3 separate regions of the Hordeum vulgare genome follow, and regions 2 and 3 are each linked to region 1. A link is a contact called in public Hi-C data. All regions are on one chromosome and are shown on one strand. The core of a region is the stretch at or near the end of the contact, and the rest is flanking DNA. Distances in the headings are between cores, read along the strand shown. Region 1 holds the start of LOC123401881 (auxin-responsive protein SAUR71-like). Region 2 holds the start of LOC123404430 (pentatricopeptide repeat-containing protein At4g20770). Region 3 holds the start of LOC123402057 (exosome complex component RRP45A-like).

Region 1 (4,066 bases), core at 651-3,150:
TTGTTATGAGTTATATATTTGATTATCCTTTTATACTATGTTCCTTAGTGATTCATGCATGTTCTCCGTTGCTATTTATTGCTTTGGCCGAGTAGTAGATTGTAACTTCAAGAGGGACCGGTATGCATGATTGTGGCTTCATGCCCCTCGATGTCTAGCTTGAGTGACAGAAACATGAGACTAGGGGATGTGTTGTTGCCACCAGGGATAAAACAACGGTGCTTGTGACCACGGTTGCAAGGATTGCTTACCTTACACACAGTTCGTTAATGCAGTTGCTCGTTGCTTTGAGTTTACACTTTGGATGGGGCTCGCAACTTAATACCAGCGAGATGTTCTGGATAGATATCTCAAGGTGGATGATTAGTAAGTAAATGGTGACGAATAAACGGTCTACTTGTCTTGACGTACTGCCCATTACTATTGAGTCTCTCACTTTCAAGTAGCATAATTAGCATTGCGGTGCGTTCATAATTCTGTCAATTACCCAACTGTAATTTGTTCACCCAAGTATAGTTATTTATCGTCTTTTGGGAAAGAGACATCATTAGTGAACATCATGTGACTCCGGTCCATATCACCATCATTGTTTACACCTTCACCATTTACCGTTTTCATTTACTCTCATGTTGCAATCACTATTACTTTTCCCGCTTGTGTTTTGATCTTTTGCAAACTACAAGGCCGGAGAGATTGACAACCTCTCTGTACTCGTTGGGAGAAAAATTATTTGTTGTGTGTGTAGGACCACGTCTTCTACTAGCCAGGACAGGAGACACCTACTTGTTCATCCTAGAAGTCCTCCTGGTTCGATAAACATTACAGTCTTCGTGTGAGGGAAAACTTGATGCTGACTACATCTCAACCTTCCACTTGGGGTAACCAACGAGGAGCAAGAAGTATATACATCATCTCGTCATCACCACTCTCTCTGCTCCTTTGTTTTCTCCTCTGCTTCTGCCTTCTCGCAGCGCTCTTCTGCGTCCAAACTAGCCCATGCACGACGACCTCTTTCATGAATCTCAGTCATCGCCTAGTCCGATATTTCCATGTCAATCCCATGATAGTACATGCACAGAAGAGTAGGAGAATACAACAAAAACAGAAATATAAATATCAAGTCAACAATAATATCAACAACGTGTTTATTATTGATGACTTTGATGACTGGAGCATATTGGAGGCCTGATGTGCGGTGAAGTAGCAACGGGTGGATCTTTCTCATAATTGGCGCACATGAAAAACTTTATGCCCAACCAATCTGAAAAATTCGTCACCTCCTTCACCTTTCAGAGATCGCCGCAGCAACAGCGCAATATTTCCTAGGCTTAATGCTTTGATCCGAGCAAGACAAACTCATAATGACTAACACGTTGGTGTTTTCAAGTGTGGCTCGACGATGGAGGAAGACAGTTTCAATGCCTCATTTTATAGACTCAAATGACAAGTGCAATGACAGGAAAAAAAGACGGGAAAATTGACAGAAAAAATTATAAAGGGGCAATTTTGCTATCGTGGCCATGAAAAGTTTGACCTTACACAAGGAAAAAAATTACATGCACCTATTGACTTTGCCAAGATCAATTAATACTAATTGGCCACGAGTAGGCCAATTAATAATAATTAGTCATGGCTAGGCTGATTAATACTAATCGATCACGCTAGGCCTATTAGTACTAATTAATTACTGCTAGGTCGATTAGTACTAATTAATCACGTTAGTGGCAAAATGGGAGGGCGACACGCGTGTTGGCGTGCCGTAGCCGGTAGGGGCTAATCGGCGTGGGCGTGGCCGACGAGATCCAGTCGGCTACGGGATGGTCGATGATGTTACCTAATTACAATTTTTTTATCCATCACAATGTTTTTTAAATTAATAAAAAAATGCAATATTTGAAAAATAGCCCAAAGTACTCCGCACAAAAAAGGATCTCCGCACAAAAAAAAAGTTTTGAAATGGCTGAAAAAGTGGCGACGAGCGCTAGCACCCCTACACACCTCTATAAAGCACGGAGGACCGCAGCGCAGCCCACCCGGTAGTACTAGTACCAGTCCGTCCACTGCAACCAACCGAACGCCTTGACCCCTGCGCCAGGAACCCACAGCCTTTCTCTTCCCTCCCCGCCGCCGCCGCCCCCAGCGCCATGAAGCGCCTCTTCAGACGGCTCTCCCGCGTCGCCGCGGCCGACTCCTCCTCCGCCGCTGCCGCCACGGCGTACCGGCAGCTCCGCTCCGCCCCTAAGCAGCCCTCGGCGGCCGGCGGCGGCAAGGTGCCGCAGGGGCACGTGCCGGTGTGCGTCGGCGAGGAGGGCGGGCCCGTGGAGCGTTTCGCGGTGCGCGCGGACCTGCTGGGACGTCCGGCCTTCGCGGCGCTGCTCCTCCGCGCCGCCCAGGAGTACGGGTACGGCCACCCCGGCGCGCTCCGCATCCCCTGCCCCGTCGCCGACTTCCGCCGCCTCCTCGTCCGCCTCTCCGACGACCCCTACGCCGCCGACTGCTAGGCGCCTTCCTCGGCCCGCCGCTGGAGAACTCTGCCCCTTCATTCGCCCCCCACCACTTCTGACGGATTTACCCCCGGGGGCACCGGGCAGACCTGCAATGTACATACGGCGGCAGGCCCAAGGAGAGTCGCCGGAGCCAGGGTTAGGATAGGGATCTCCTAGCTTCGTAGTAACTTTTTTTTACTTACTGCTGAGCATGAGCTGAATGGGAAGAACTTGCGGGTGTTCCTTTTTCACCCCCTCTAGTTCTAGGGATTTCAGCGTGTGTGTGCGTGCGTGCGTGTGTCTGAGGCAGAGAGAGAGGTAGCAGTATGCGTTCGTGCTAGGGATTTTGAGGTATTCGGTGTTGTTAACCATATCAGATCCTGAGGCTTTCATGCCATATTTTTACTGAGCTAGTAATATCTTTTAGCACTACACATCCATTGTTGTCCCTCCTGCTGTCTACTATTTGCTTCAGTTCATATCATCAGAGATCCTGGATCTGTTTGGAAAGCATGAATTTTTTACATGCATTTCAGAGAATTCTTGTTCGTTTTACTGAATTGCACTGCATTTTGGTGCAAGATGTGATGGGCAAGGGATGGCCATGTTGGTGGTCCGGGCAAAGATAGCAAAAGGGTGCTGGTTTAAAGCAGGATATATGCCGAATGAATGAAAGGATACTGCAGATATCAACTTTTATTAACACCAAGACAAGCACTCAAGCAGTACATTTAGAGCTTTTGTACGGCTGATCTGGTGCAAGTGTAAGAGCATCTTCAGCCGGGCTGAAAATCCAAGAAATTGCTGCAGCCTGGATATGAGCTGCAGCCTCACTGGCCTGTCACGGATTGTTCAGCAAAATTTGGCTAACATCTTCAGCAGTGTTCTTATCAAGTACTGCGTTGCCATTGTAGAAATATTGAGTTAGAGTTCGCTTTGGTTTGGTTTTCAACAAGTTGATATCCGAGTTGGGAACGCTGCAATTTCAACTGAACTTTTTGGTATCATTTTGCTGAAGATAGTTCAAGTCCTTATAAATCGACAACTTTCCGCATCCGAACATTATGTACTGCATTGCATCTGGGGAGGGCATGAGTTTAACATTGGTGCAAGCTTGTGAATGCAAGCGATATGTTAGTGGTCCGGCCAAAGATAGCAAAGCATATTACTGATTATAAAGCAGAATCTGCCAAAGAAAGTCACACCAGCTCTTTGAACAACTGTAGGAATGCATTTGTATGAACATCCGGACAAGATATTGAACATCCAGACAAGATATAATTCTGATTTCTGAAGTACTGCATCCTGAATCTGCACTGCACTCTCGGTTTCTGACTTTGCATGTAACAGATTGTTCATCAAATTTTGGTTGTCATGTTTGCACCAATTGCAAACCAAACCTAGAATTCATAAAAATTTGCAGGCTGAATATGAATCGCAGTTTCACTAGCCTGCCGCAGGTTGTTCGGCAAAATTTGGCTAGTATGTTCAGCAATGTTCTTATCAAATACAGTACATTGCAATTGTAGAAAAAATGAGTTCGAATTTGGCTTGGTTTTCAGTTTCTATCCGTGTTTGTG
Region 2 (4,066 bases), core at 954-3,453, 890 kb before region 1:
CGGCCTAAGGAAGCATATATGTTTGACAAGAGCACATAAGGTGATGGGTTCTTTGGATCAAGGTGGAACAGGTGGTGCGCGGCACATTCCCCCAATTCAGCATTATGATGTACAGCACAGGCAGCAAGTAGAACTTCCCACACTATAGGATCATCTTTGCATGGCATCTGTTCTATTAGTGCCTCCACTTCAACAAGCCGACCCGCTCGCCCCAATCCATCTATGAGACAAGTGTAATGCTCAGCCAGTGGTGTAATTCTGTAAGTACTCTCCATGGAATTAAAGAATGCAATAGCTTCATCTATGAGCCCAGAGTGACTACATCCTGTTAGGACGGCAATGAAAGTGACACTATCTGGCCGCTGTTCTGTAGTTAACATATTCTCAAATAGTTCAACGGCTTTTTCTCCGAAACCATTCTGAGCATATCCATGTATCATCTCATTCCATGCAACTATATTCTTAGTCACCATGCTGTCGAAGGAAAGGCGTGCATCGTCCATGTTGCCACATTTAGCATACATATCGATCAGGGCACTACCCACATAGACATTCTGATCATAACCATCTTTCGCAACTTGTGCATGTATCTGCCTACCTTGAGGTACGGAAGAAAGTCTTGCACATAAATTAATCATGGTAGCATAGGAGGAGGATGTGGGCATCATTCCATTTTGTCGCATCTGCTTGAAGAAATCAAAGGCCTCTTTATTGAAAGAATGGATAGCCAAACCTGAGATCATAGAATTCCAACACACCACATCTCTCTCTGTCATCCTGTTAAAAATGCTCCTGGCAATACTAACCTGTCCACATTTTGCATACATATCCACCAAACCACTAGCGACGAACATGTCATTATGCAACAGGAGTCTTACTGAAGCAGAATGAACTTGTGCTCCAAGGCCCAAATTCCCCAATCTTGAGCATGAACTGAGGACCACGGCCAGAGTTGTTCGGTCAGGCTGCACATTTTGATGCTGCATTTTCCTAAACAGCTCGATTGTTTCTTGATGCAGTTCCTCCTGGCAGTAACCAGACAAAAGTGTATTCCACGTAGTCAAAGTCGGCCTTGATATATTGTCGAACATTGCACGAGCAAATGGAACATCCCTCGCCTTAATACAGGACGCCAGCATGTTACTGTAAGTGACCTCATTGGGCTCAGAGCCCGACTCTACCATCAGGTTCAATACTTCCAAAGCCTTCTCATAACTGCCCGCCTGGCCAAATCCAGTTATAAGGATGTTCCAAGAAACAATACTGACGCTGGGCAATGAGTCGAACACCTTGACAGCCTCGTCCATTTTCATGCACTTGGTGTACATATCGATCAAGGAGTTCCCCACATGCTGGTCTGCCCCGAAGCCTTTTCTGATGATCAAGGCGTGAATGCACTGCCCAAGCTGGAAAGCGCGAAGAACGTTGAACTCGCTGGCGCCAGCTTGTGCGCACGAGCCCAGAACACTTGACACGGCCACGGGATCAACACGTACCCCGCTCCTGCACATCCTCGCGAACAGCCTGAGCGCATCGTCAACGGACCCAGTCTGTGCCAGCCCTCCCATCATCGCCGTGAACGACACCTCGTTCGGGCAAGCCATCCGGTCGAACAGCCGCACAGCATCCCCAACGCTGCCGCACTTGGTGTACATGCCAACGAGCGCGTTCTCCACGAACAGGTTCTCTTCAAGCCCGACCTTGACCACGAGCCCGTGGCAGCGCCTCCCGTCCTCGAGCGCGGCCATGGAGCCGCAAGCGCTGAGCACGCTGGCAAGCGTGAAGTGCGTCGGGACGAGGCCCTCCCGCAGCATCCCTTCGTAGAGGCCCAGCGCCTCGCCCGCGCGCTCGGACCGCGCCAGCGCGGCGATGACGGTGTTCCAGGAGACGACGTTCGGCTCGGGCATTTCGTCGAGCAGCGTCCGGGCCGCGTCGAGGTCGCCCGCGCGGCTGGCCGCCGAGAGCGCAGCATTGTAGGAGTAGGCGTTGGGGTGAGGCAGGGTGCGGAAGGCGCGGAGGGCGTCGCGCGGAAGGCCAGAGAGCGAGTAGAGCTCGACCAGGCGGTTGAGGAGGAAGATGTCGGCGGCGAAGCCGCCGGCGAGGACGCGCGCGTGGGCGGCCTTAGCGTGCGCGCGGTTGGGCTTTGGGTTTCGCTTGATGCAGGCTTGGAGCACGCCCGCGAGCTGGGCCGCCAGATTCGACATTAGCGCGGGATTTAGCGGCAAGTAGAAGGGCTGTATTTTATAGACAAAAGCAGTCCTGTCCAAACGGGCTGGCACGGCCCACCGTAAACGGGCCTCACATGGTACGGCTCGTTCAGGCATGAATATTAGTCGGACAGTGTCGTGTCGTGCCGGTGCACATGCGCAGCCTTCAGGGTTAGGCACGGCACGGGACCTATACGGACCGATCCGTCGACACGCTAGGTCCGCTAACCTGCTACGCATTTGGGCTTTTAGGCCGCTTTTGACCTGTTAGGCTTTTAACTTGCTACATATTATATATGTAATAATAAAAATAATAAAAACTGTAAACGGGCATGTCATGTCGGTCCGCGTACCCAGCCTTCAGGCCCAGACATGGTCTGAGCCGGGCTGCGTGCCTGGCACGGCCCGACACTACAAGAAATATGCTCATACATGACATATTTTAAAAGGTCGTTGATGAATTAGTCATAAATCTATGACGATTTCATCTGAGATGGTCGTAAACCGTTTGAGGGAATCAAATCTACATATAAATTACGACGATGTGAGTCAAAAACGTCGTAACCGCATAAGATGAGATCGTCATAACTTTTACGATGATTATAAAAATATCGTAACATGTTCTAACTATGTTGACATGTCATTCGTGGGTCCATTCTATCCCATCTCATGCATGTATTGAACTGTTTTTTATATCACTTTTTTGTTGGGCTATTATTTTTCATCTTACTTTTATATTGGGCTGGTATTTTATCCTCCATAATTGCTAATTGGCTAGTTTGTGGTTTGTCAAAAAGGCCCACATTTTAAGATTGTAATATTTTGCATAAAAACTATTAAAAATAACTATCAAAACTTCCCTCCAATATAGTGACCACATTCATGGCACGGGCTTGTAATTTGTTTTTATCTTACTTTTATATTGGGCTGGTATTTTATCCTCCATGAATCTTCACACATGGTAGCTCATTTCTAGAACACTTTTTAAAATAATTACCATATAAGCTTAATTCTGATTGGTGGAATCTGCTATGGCATGGATCGATGACGTGTCAAACATCTATCCGTATATCCATCCATCCGTCCATCCAATCCATCGGCCCACCAAACACTCACCTCTCCTACCTAAACCTAGCACACTCTGTCTCCTCCCTCGACCCCTTCCTTCCCGAGAACGCCGAAGCCTCCCCTCCCCCTTCTCTCCTTCTTCCCGATCTAGGTCGACACCGCATCCTCTCGCACCTTGCCGGAGCTGTCGCCCCTAGCCCCTGCCATCCTTGATCTGTTCTCGACCCTCCTCCGTCCGTCGCAGCTGCAGATTTCCTCATGGGTAACCCCGTCAACTCGAGCGCTTATTAGTTGTTGTAATTTTCGATTCCTGGTGGTGCTTTGGCTGAATATTGTTCGTTCCTTTTGCTGGATGGATTTAACTCATGGGAGAACCGGTGCTGGAGAGGAAGGCGGACCACCAGGAGAGGCAGGGGCAGGTGCTGGAGCTGCTGCTCGCCGCGGTGCGCAAGTCGGTGGCGCTGTCATGCCAGATGGCGAACGCGGACGAGCCGGCCGCCGCGGGGGACGGCTAGGGGATGGACATCGGCGGGCCCACCGACGTCCTCCACGTCGCGCACGTCACCTTCGACCACCTCCACGGCTTCCTCGGCCTCCCCGTCGAGTTCGAGCTCCAGATCCCCTGCCCGACCCCTAGCGCCAGGTACATACATCCCTTCTTCTTGTAGATTATTATTATTGCTTGCTTGCCTGCTGAGCCGTGCGTGCGTGCGCCCGCGAGGATGAGGATGAGGATGAGGATTCAGTTAGGATTTCTAATAAATGTGCATGCTTTCCGGTCTGTAGCGCCA
Region 3 (4,066 bases), core at 738-3,237, 680 kb before region 1:
TTGGAAAAAGAGGATACTCGGGGATACACGTATCTCCACATATCCCAGTGAATCCCCGTATTCCGTATGTACCACAACAGGACACGGCCAATGTTGCCATATCGGTGCTTTCTAGTGGCCACATGCCTGACCAACACAATGTCAAATTTCTATTTTTCTAACATCATTTTGTTTCCTTCTTTATGCTATACAGGGATGTTCAGCATGGAACTTTGTGGGTGGCTTTTGGCTTAGTATTTTGATCTTCAATAGAGGAAACATGTTACATGTCAGAGTGGTTAACCACAATTATAGAGTTCATGAACTACATTCTCGAGTCACAACCGCTGCTACAGTTTAATGTTTCATAGAACATTAAAACAGATATCCAAATTGTAATGAAATATTAGTGATGCAACTTGGCTCACCTCTCTCTTTATTTTGCTTGTTATATCAGCAGCTTTAACTGAAGCAATCCTTAAACACTGCATGATAACACTAGACATGACACCCTCTCCACCAGCTTTCTGAATGGCACAGACATCACCATTCGAGTTAATCGTAGCTGTCATCCTTCCTCCCATAACAGCTTCTTCCTTGTACGTTGGATCGATAACCTACATACAAAAATTCAGCCAAAGACTGTCAGAAGAAGAGAGAAACATGATGGTTGTTAATAACACCCCTTTCATGTTCAGAAATATTGAAATATACCATGATATTACCGTCACCAAAATATGCAAAGGTTACAGCTATAGGGAGATGATGAATTGTTAGGGGAAGTGGGTCCCTGACCTGTAATATACAATAAAGATAGAACATAAGATAAATTCCATGGCAGTGACAGGACCAGCATTTGACAGTTAATAATGGGGTTGTTTTTGTGAGTACATATTACAGGAAGCTCTGCAAGTCATATATATTTGGTACTTCTCATTACAGCGACACAGCAAACTGGAGAATGTGGTGCTTTGTAGGTCCAGCTAGAACTTAGGAATGGGTGAGCAAGAGAATGTACAATATAACACCTTATATGCCTACCTCAGAGTCATGTACTGTAACTTGCTGACCATCATCCCCACCAACCGTGCATTCAGGCCTCCGGAATGTAGACAAAGCTGCCAATGCAGCGATGTTAGCTGCATCGATGAGATTCCTGAGAGAAACGTCCATATCAATTCACGCGGTTAGCGCTCTACCCAGAAGCATTAACTCATTAATCACATCAGTAGGCAATATACAACCCATACCCCTCATTGTCCAGAATGTGAAGGTCAACACGCACCGACCAGACATGCTTCCCTGCAACAACACACAGGGATTCCATATCCACGGCTCTGCTCTCCCTGCGACACCACCGAGAATCCTCATTAAACTCCACACTTCAACTCTTTGACAAAAAAGGAACTACCAAACAGCCATCCGGAGACCTTAGGCCACGATCAATGACACGGCCCAACTCAATAGCTGCTTCCCCAGGTCGCCCCGGCTCAAAGGCAGGATCAGCCATGGGCGAGAACTCGGTGAAGATGGCCAGCGTGCCCTCGTTAGGCCTGTCCTTGTACGGCTGGACCAATTGGGCAGTCACATAACCCATCACACGCGTTTCGCCGAGCTCCACCTCCGCCGAGCCATCCTCCCTACAGATTCCAGCAGCAGCTTCAGCCAAAGATTGAAGCGCGAGCAAAGGAGTTCCCTGAGCTCAAACCGACGGACGCGCGGAAGAAGAGGAATGGAGAGGGGATTGAGCCAAGGTACCTGCCGAATGCGATTTTGAGCTTGCGGAAGTCGAAGGGGCGGCGGCCGTCGACGCGGAGGTCCGACTGGAGGGCTTGCTCGATGAACTCCCGCTCGTTCACCGTCGGGCGCCACCGCGGGTCCATCATCTCGTTGCTCGCCGGCGGCGGGAGCTAGGGTTTTAGACGCGGCCGAGGCGGGGGCGGGGGGTTGTTTGTGCCCTTTTTGAGTGAGTTTGGGTAATGTTTTGGTTGGTGCCCAAATGTGTTCTGCCCAAATTTTGGTACTCTATGTTAGTTTGGTCCTTGTACTTTGGTTGATGCCAAAATTATGGAGCCTATGAAAAACTGCCCACTTATCTCAGCCCTTGTTTGTTCGGGATTCAACTTCATAGAATTATGGATTGATTTTGTTGGGGAATCGGCTGCAGTAAAGAACTAAAGATTGGTCGTTTCTTATTTGGTAACAAAAGCTGTGAAAACGACTTTGAGCTGATGAAAGGACTAAAATGCCGCTAGAGTATTGAAATGAATGTAAGAGCTTCTCTAGCACACTGTAAAAGTTGATCCTTAAAAAAACATATAAGGGACACTGGAAATCGTTTCTATGGTACAAAATTGTCCCGAACAGAGCACATCCCGTAAATGAAATTGTATCCCACTATAGCTCATTTTTTCCTTTTTTTTTCTCCCGTCTCCGGCCACGGCGTGCCTCACTCTGGCACACCAGCTCGCCCCGGCGTCACCCGCCTCGTCCAGCGTCGCCCGTTCCGGGCCACGCAAGCACTGGAGGAGCCCTGCGCCGCCCGTCCCGGCCACGCGTTCCCTCGCGCGCGCGTCCGTCCCTGATTTGAGCCCGACAATGCCCCTCGCCGCATGCGCGTTTCCCAATGTGGCCGCGCGAGCTCCCTCACCCCTGCCTCGCTCTTCTCCGGTGCCGCCCCGCCCTGATTCGGGCCGCCGGTGGCCTGCTCCGCCCTGCCCGTGGACGGCCTTGCCTCGGAAGTGGAGGTCAAGCTTACCGCAATTCGGACCAGCGGCGACAAATTCCGGCGTGCAGCGGCTTCTTCCGACATGCGGCGACGGATTCCGGTGAGTTTCAGGTAAATTTCACTCAGTTCCGCGGCGGCGCGTTTGCTCCGACGACATTTGACCAGTTTACAAGTTGAACTGTATAGTGCCTTCAAAACTGCACATATAAGGTTTTGACGGATGGATTTACCGCGCCCCTTAAAAATTTTACGGTTCAAATAAGTTTTATTGGGTGTGCTCCGCGCCGTTTTTCCCACCGAAACTGTAAACGCATCATTTTTTTACGGGTTTGACCATTATACGGGGTCGCTATAGATGCTCTAACTTGTTCATTTTTTCGTAATAGATTGTTTAAATGGTATTTTGCTTGACAATGAATGATTTGTTCTCTAATAATGTATAAAAAAGAGGTAAATACACCGTTAGTCATAGAACTTGCACGTGACGATCAGTTTGGTGCACAAACTTGTAAAATACATGTTTTCGGTCATCAAACTTGCACGAGCATACAAATACGATCACACTTCGCGTACACGGACGTATCAGGGGCTTGTGTGGCATGCCAGCACAGCCAAGGCCCGCTGTCAGCCGTTGTCGCATGATAGGTTTGCAAAAAGCCATCAGATTTTTTCATTTACGCATTGAGACCCTAAAATAAAATGAAAAACAAAGGATGAGGGTGGTGTTTCAAACCCATGACTTGTCTCTAGTATGCTCGGATGCACAACCACCACACAGATGATGGTTGATGTTTAGTATGCATGAATAGTCTGCATCGTATGAACATGTATTGAAAATTGAAAAAAAAAATCTAACAAGAGAAAATAAAGACTCACAGCTTGAACATGTTACCTCGTGGAGTCGTGATCACTCTTAACTAAGAGTCCACCATGCTACTACACCATATCATGTTCAGAATGAATAAACATTTTTTATGTTGTTGTTTCTTCTTATTCTATGTAAGAAAACAACTTAAATTCTGGTGTTTGTGAGATTTAAAAAATGTTCAAGCATTAAGGTGCGTTGTATTTGAAAATTTATTTACGCATTATAAAAATATATATGTTTAGTTAAAAAATATAAGTTGCATTTTGAAAATGTTCACATACTTAAAAAATATATGACATTTTCAAAATATTTATACAATTTACGAAAATGTCTGTATAGTTCACGAAATGTTTTATACCATCTAAAATACATTTAACATGTATTTGACAAAGTTTCAAAAACTTGTACTCCTATTTGAGAAAATGCTAATCACGTGTTTAAAATCCATTAAACGTGTATAATTTTTGTATAGATGTATAACTGAAACTGAT

Evidence for each region. Hi-C and Micro-C count contacts between places; a contact is called where the count stands out from the background.
Region 2: a contact with region 1 is called in a Hi-C map of seedling, with 3 times the contacts expected there. The contact joins the promoter of LOC123404430 here to the promoter of LOC123401881 in region 1. A contact is called at or near these places in 2 of 6 Hi-C or Micro-C datasets (leaf and seedling).
Region 3: a contact with region 1 is called in a Hi-C map of leaf, with 4 times the contacts expected there. The contact joins the promoter of LOC123402057 here to the promoter of LOC123401881 in region 1. A contact is called at or near these places in 2 of 6 Hi-C or Micro-C datasets (leaf and seedling) and 1 of 1 datasets of contacts at active chromatin or transcription factors (embryo).

What each region holds. Positions count from the first base shown.
Region 1 is chr6H:107,195,126-107,199,191 of MorexV3_pseudomolecules_assembly, forward strand. It overlaps LOC123401881 (auxin-responsive protein SAUR71-like), which reads left to right and starts at 1,901. Exons shown (of 1, transcript XM_045095737.1): 1 at 1,901-2,920. The coding sequence starts at 2,145. The coding sequence ends at 2,501.
Region 2 is chr6H:106,306,691-106,310,756 of MorexV3_pseudomolecules_assembly, forward strand. It overlaps LOC123404430 (pentatricopeptide repeat-containing protein At4g20770), which reads right to left and starts at 2,204. Exons shown (of 4, transcript XM_045098359.1): 1 at 1-2,204. The coding sequence starts at 2,204.
Region 3 is chr6H:106,512,341-106,516,406 of MorexV3_pseudomolecules_assembly, forward strand. LOC123402057 (exosome complex component RRP45A-like) reads right to left here and starts at 1,988. Exons shown (of 9, transcript XM_045095917.1): 1 at 1,738-1,988; 2 at 1,410-1,619; 3 at 1,230-1,325; 4 at 1,021-1,135; 5 at 694-774; 6 at 408-596. The coding sequence starts at 1,865.